2 separate regions of the Sus scrofa genome follow, and region 1 is linked to region 2. Evidence: chromatin contacts called from public HiChIP or PLAC-seq data. All regions are on one chromosome and are shown on one strand. Each heading gives the region's core, a stretch centred on a gene start, on an enhancer-like site or on the middle of the called end of the contact. The rest is flanking DNA. Distances are from core to core; before and after follow the strand shown. Region 1 overlaps ACTR3 (ARP3 actin related protein 3 homolog). Region 2 overlaps SLC35F5 (solute carrier family 35 member F5).

Region 1 (2,767 bases), core at 34-2,533, 190 kb before region 2:
CACTTGAATCTATATGCAAATTCATCACGACCTCCAATCCCTGCCGATATCCCTCACTATTCTCTAAGCAATTCAGCCTTCCAGATTCCCTTCTCTTTTCTATGCTGCAACACACTTTAACCTCCACCTTGGCAAAGCTCTTTGCTCCTTTCCCACAACAGCCTGGAGGGAAAAACACCACTGTATGACTATAATCATACTTCGGTGGTGCTTCACTACTAGTAATACAGTCACTGTCTCAATTCTCCTCAATAGCAATTAAAGTCACTATTTTCTCCTGGTCTTCATCCTTGTATCCAATACCTTCTCACAACAGAGCAGCTTGAGTCCACTTCATAAAAAACAAAAAACAAAACTAAAGCTATGAACTATGATGATGAACCTCCTAAGCTATCTGCCTCTACCCTTCCCAGCTCCACATTTTCCTGTACCGATGTTTAACTCCTTACTTCTGTCCCTGGAACAACCCCTATTAAAAATAAAACTAACCTCAGTCTTCCTGCAATTCACTTCTTACCAGTTCCCAGTAGCCACTATACTTTTCTTTTAGAGCCACCTCCCGGTATGCCCACATTATCAATTCCCAAACCTTTACCTCACTGATGCAACAAGCTGCCTGTTGCATTCCACTGAATGTTTCATTCCAAAACTGCCTGTTTCATTCCACTGAAATTGCTCCCCTAGGATCACCATTAATCTTGATGCTAAAGACCCCACTATGGGTGTTCCTCGAATTTCTTTCATCACTTCACTATAGCAACTAGGGCCATTTAATCTCCCTCCTTGAAAACATTCACTTCTCTCAATGTTAGCACCACATCCCTTCGCTTAGCTTCTTCCTTTCCATACTCTTCAGTATCCTTTGCAGGCCCCTCTTACTCTGCCTGTCCACAAAGTGTTACTGTTCACTAGGGCTCCAGTCTTCCCCTACTTTTCACTCTACATTCTCTCCCTGGCCAATCTCTTCCTTTATATATGGTGATGACTTTACAACTACCCTCACTACAGGATACATGCCCCAGTTTAAAACCCTTAGAATCCAAGAGTTCATTTTCAAAACTTTTTGAAGATGTATAGTAAATTCATCTCTTCTTACCTTGCCTATTCTTTCCCTGCGGTTTTCCTGATTTCAGTGATGACAAACCCAGTTGCTCAAGTTACAAACCTGGGAATCATCACAGATTTTTCATATTCTTCTCCCCTCATATCTAAGCAATTGGTAAGTCATGTTGATCCTGTTCCTTCTCTCATCTACTTCCTCATTTTCACTGACCTACTGACTCTTTCATCTACAACATGGCAATGAACTCAACTGTTTCCAATACAATTTATACTTCTGTTCCTATCTATCCAACCCAGTGCAACCAGGCTGACCTTTATTATACCATACATAAATCTTTGTCATTTTCTTTTTTTTTTTGCTTTTCAGGGCCCACTCGAGGCATAAGGAGGTTCCCAGCCTAGGGGGGTGAATCAGAACTACAGCTGCCAGCCTACACCACAGCCACAGCAACGCAGGACCCTTAACCCACTGAGTGAGGCCAGGGATCAAACCCACAACCTCATGGTTCCTAGTCGGATTTGTTTCTGCTGCACCTTGATGGGAATTCCTTTTTTTTTTTTTTTAAATCTTTGTCATTTTCATGCTCAACATTTCTGCACAAGCACAGAATCCAGTAAACTCCTTTGCACAGCGTGTTAGTTCCTCGAGGACATCTATCTGAATCCATCTCCTATCGATCTCTTCCTTTACACTTTTATTTATTTTTTTCGTTTTTTAGGGCCACACCTGTGGCATATGGAGGTTCCCAGGCTAGGGGGTCCAAGTGGAGCTGCAGCTCCACAGCAATGGCAATGCCAGATCTGGGCTGTATCTGCGACCTATGCCTCAGCTCGCAGCAGCGCCAGCTCCTTAACCCACTGAGCGAGACCAGGGATCCAATCTGAATCCTCATGGATACTAGTCAGGTTCTTAACCCACTGACTCACAATGGGAACTCCCTTTATACTTTTATTATCTAGTTCTCTTACACCCCAGACCCCTCTACCCACTGTGTGTGTGTGTGTGTGTGTGTGTGTGTGTGTGTCAGAAATATATTTCCTTAACATGGCTGCCTGACATATACCCATTCATCCAACAGTTCAACTCTTATCTCATCAAAGAAGTTTCCCTGATGCTTCCAAGCAGACTTAGATGCTCTTTCTTGCTATGCCCTCACCATACATACATTCAATAAGCAACTATACCTTTTTTAGATATTCATCACTCTTATTCTTTGAGCTTGATAAGAGCAAGATAAATAGTTTTTCTTTTTAAAATACTCAATGCTTAAATTTAGCTCATGATCACTGCAGTCACTATTTGCTGAGTGAATAAACCACATTAAAAAATATTCTTAATGTTGAATAAGCAGAACAGGCATTTAATGTTAGCAGTTCTACCAATAAAGTTAAAATTTCTTATACTTAATTACTAGAAGAATCTTTCATTATTAAAAGCACATATTTCATTAATTTCATACAGCTTGTATGTTGTTAACATTTCATAAAGAAAGATGACTATCTGATTAATAATTAAATATTTTATGATAGTCAACTGAAGGATTTTTGTGTAATGGTCACTTTATATGGGAGGAGGGGAGAGTTCTAAAACAAGTCCCAAAATATTTTACTTAAATAACCATGAATATCAAGGGCTCCCCTCCTTCCATGCCTCCAAATAAGCCATAAATACTAAAGAGACATAAGTTTCATTTTTCTAAATGTA
Region 2 (2,925 bases), core at 246-2,745:
CCTACTGTGAAAGAGCAAGAATCCTTATTCAAAACTGTGGGGAAACTTACTGCAACTCAAGTAGCAAAAATTAGCTTTTTTTTTTGCTTTGTTGTAAGTATTCTCTTTAATATATATTTGGAATTTGAATTTTAAGACAGTATATGTACCAACAATATACAATTGAGATATGAGACTATTAGATTGCTTAATCATGACTTTAAATTCTGTTACCTGCCATCATTGGGGAATTAGAGTATTAAAGTTAATAAATACTAGTCACAGCTAAAGGAATTCGGGAAATACTACAACTCCTCATACATATTTAGAATTTGGCATTGCCTCATGGTCAGAATAATTAATAGAGTTATTTTATGCTATGATATATACAAGTGCTAATAAATATCCAGATAAGAGTTTTCATTGATTGCATTGATTTCTTCAAATAAATGCTCTTGCAGTTTTATATTGAATTCATATAAATGTCAAATATTTACAAGTACTCAGTGTAAACGTTTTTTCAGAATTCCTTAAAATACTGTTTATAGCTTCTCAGTTACTTTACTAAAGAACTAAAATGTGCTTTATGTTTCACATAGATTATTTATACAGCAAAGAAAATATTATTTTGGGCTAATCTGGGAGTAGATGACTTGTCTGAGTTAGTGAAAACTCTGATTTACAATTTTAAAAATGAATTTCAGTGCCTTTTTTTTTTTTTTGTCTTTTCTAGGACTGCTCCCTCGGCATATGGAGGTTCCCAGGCTAGGGGTCTAATCAGAGCTGTAGCCGCTGGCCTATGCCAGAGCCACAGCAACTCCAGACCTGAGCCGCATCTGCGACCTACACCACAGCTCATGGCAATGCCAGATCCTTAACCCACTGAGAGAGGCTAGGGATTGAACCTGTAACCTCATGGTTCCTAGTCAGATTTGTTAACCACTGACCCATGACAGGAACTCCCTATCTCCTAATTTTTATTTTTATTTATTTTTATTTTTTATTTTTTTGTCTTTTTGCTATTTCTTGGGCCGCTCCTGCGGCATATGGAGATTCCCAGGCTAGGGGTCTAATCGGAGCCATAGCCACTGGCCTACGCCAGAGCCATAGCAACTCGGGATCTGAGCTGCGTCTGCAGCCTACACCACAGCTCACGGCAACGCTGGATCGTTAACCCACTGAGCAAGGGCAGGGACTGAACCCGCAACCTCATGGTTCCTAGTCAGATTCGTTAACCACTGCGCCGCGACGGGAACTCCAATATCTCCTAATTTTTAAAGGAGACTTGAGGTGAAACACAATAAAAGGATCTATATAGTAGAAGTTTAAAAAGGAGGGGAAAGATAAGAGCTAAATTAAACAGGTAATGTCTATATAGGGGACATACTGACTGGAATGGATTGATTGTATCAGAAACCTCCACTTAAAGAAAGAAAGCTATTTAAAGAAAGCACACAGTTCATCTCTTGGCATATTGGCAGGAAGAAAAAAAGGGAAACTTCCTGAGTTAAACAGCTTGTCTGTTAAAAGGAAGTATCTCTCTTATAGTGATAAAATAAACTTTTCCTAACTCAAAACTCTTGAGAGAATGTATTTCATACGTTCTTTTGTATTAAGGCACTATTCTGGATAGCAGTTTACTGGTAGTAATAATAGCCTTTTGGAAAATTTGTGGTAGAATCTTTATACCATAAAATTTACTATTTTAGCTGTTTATAAGTGTGCCAGTGGCATTAAATACATTCACATTGTTTTGCAACCATCACCATCATCCATCAGCAGTTTTTTCATCTTGCAAAACTGAAACTCTATAACTTAAATGATAACTTCCTTTTCCCACTGACAGCCCCTGACAGCCACTGTTTTACTTTCTGTCTCTATGAATTTGACTGCTCTGAGAACCTCATATGAATGGATTCATATAGTATTTTTCCTTTTGTGACTGGATTATTTCACTTAACATAGTGTCTTCAGGGTTCATCTTTGTAGTATGTTGTCACAGGTTTTTTCCTTTTTAAGGCTGCGTAATGTTCCATTGCATGTATATACCACATTTTGTTTATTCATTCATCCATTGACGTACACTTGGGTTGCTTCCACCTTTAATAGTCTTTTTTTTGAAAAATCAACCTTATGTTACAAGAGAAGAGAAGTATTTTAATCTTTAGTAAAGGCATTTCTCTAGAAAGTCAGAATAATATATTATTCCAGGAATGTATCTTTTAAGAAATCTGACAATAAAATGATTAACTTAGATAAGGTCTAGAGCAGTGTTGTTCACTAGAAATATAATGAGAGCCTCAAATGCAGGTCACATACATATTTTTAAACTTTTTAGTAGCCACATTAAAAAAAGTGAAACAAGTAACATTAATTTTAATATTATATTTTTATTTAACCAACTATATAAACACTTCAGCATATCGATATAAAAATCGTCGATGAGATAGTTTACATTCTTTTTTTTGTACTAACACCTTCTGAACATTTCTGTTTTTTTTAACATTTTGAATTTCAATTTCTCTTTCTATTTCCCTTAATTTCGGCTTTTATTTCAATTTCTAAACATTTCACTTCAGATTAGCTACATTTCAGTTGCTTAGTAGTCAATGCAGCTGGTGGCTAATGTACTGGACAGTGCCAGTCAAAAGGAGTTAATGATTACTGTCTTTACCAGTCCTTCCTTAATTGTTTTATCTCCTTTGGGCTTATGGTACTTTAATTTTTTTCTTTCAAATACAATTTAGGTCATATAGTCTTTACACAGAATACCTTTTGTGATAATTTCAAAATGAATTACCTCTCAGTAAATAATAAAGTATTATATAAGTTATTTATGATAGCTTAACTATTAGTAAGTGGTTGTCTTCAACTTTGGAACAATGAAAGGCAGCATTTTAAAGATCGTTTTTATTGGAGGGTAATTGGGACGGATCTTCTTTTGAG

The links. HiChIP or PLAC-seq counts read pairs in DNA pulled down with a chosen protein or histone mark.
Region 1: an H3K27ac HiChIP or PLAC-seq map of alveolar macrophages shows a contact between it and region 2. The contact joins two enhancer-like sites. A contact is called at or near these places in 2 of 47 Hi-C or Micro-C datasets (embryonic fibroblasts and epiblast stem cells) and 1 of 2 datasets of contacts at active chromatin or transcription factors (alveolar macrophages).

Annotation. Positions count from the first base shown.
Region 1 is chr15:20,148,302-20,151,068 of Sscrofa11.1, reverse strand. The region is part of intron 8 of ACTR3 (ARP3 actin related protein 3 homolog); the gene reads right to left. Among named protein-coding and RNA genes, the nearest start is that of ACTR3, 45 kb to the right of the region's middle. Within about 2 kb of position 1,283, at least 2 of the 83 cell types and tissues checked have an H3K27ac peak or open chromatin away from gene starts, as enhancers often do. A contact at or near this core is called in alveolar macrophages, where this site is marked.
Region 2 is chr15:19,957,526-19,960,450 of Sscrofa11.1, reverse strand. It overlaps SLC35F5 (solute carrier family 35 member F5), which reads left to right. Exons shown (of 16, transcript NM_001243692.1): 7 at 1-93. Among named protein-coding and RNA genes, the nearest start is that of SLC35F5, 13 kb to the left of the region's middle. Within about 2 kb of position 1,495, at least 2 of the 83 cell types and tissues checked have an H3K27ac peak or open chromatin away from gene starts, as enhancers often do. A contact at or near this core is called in alveolar macrophages, where this site is marked.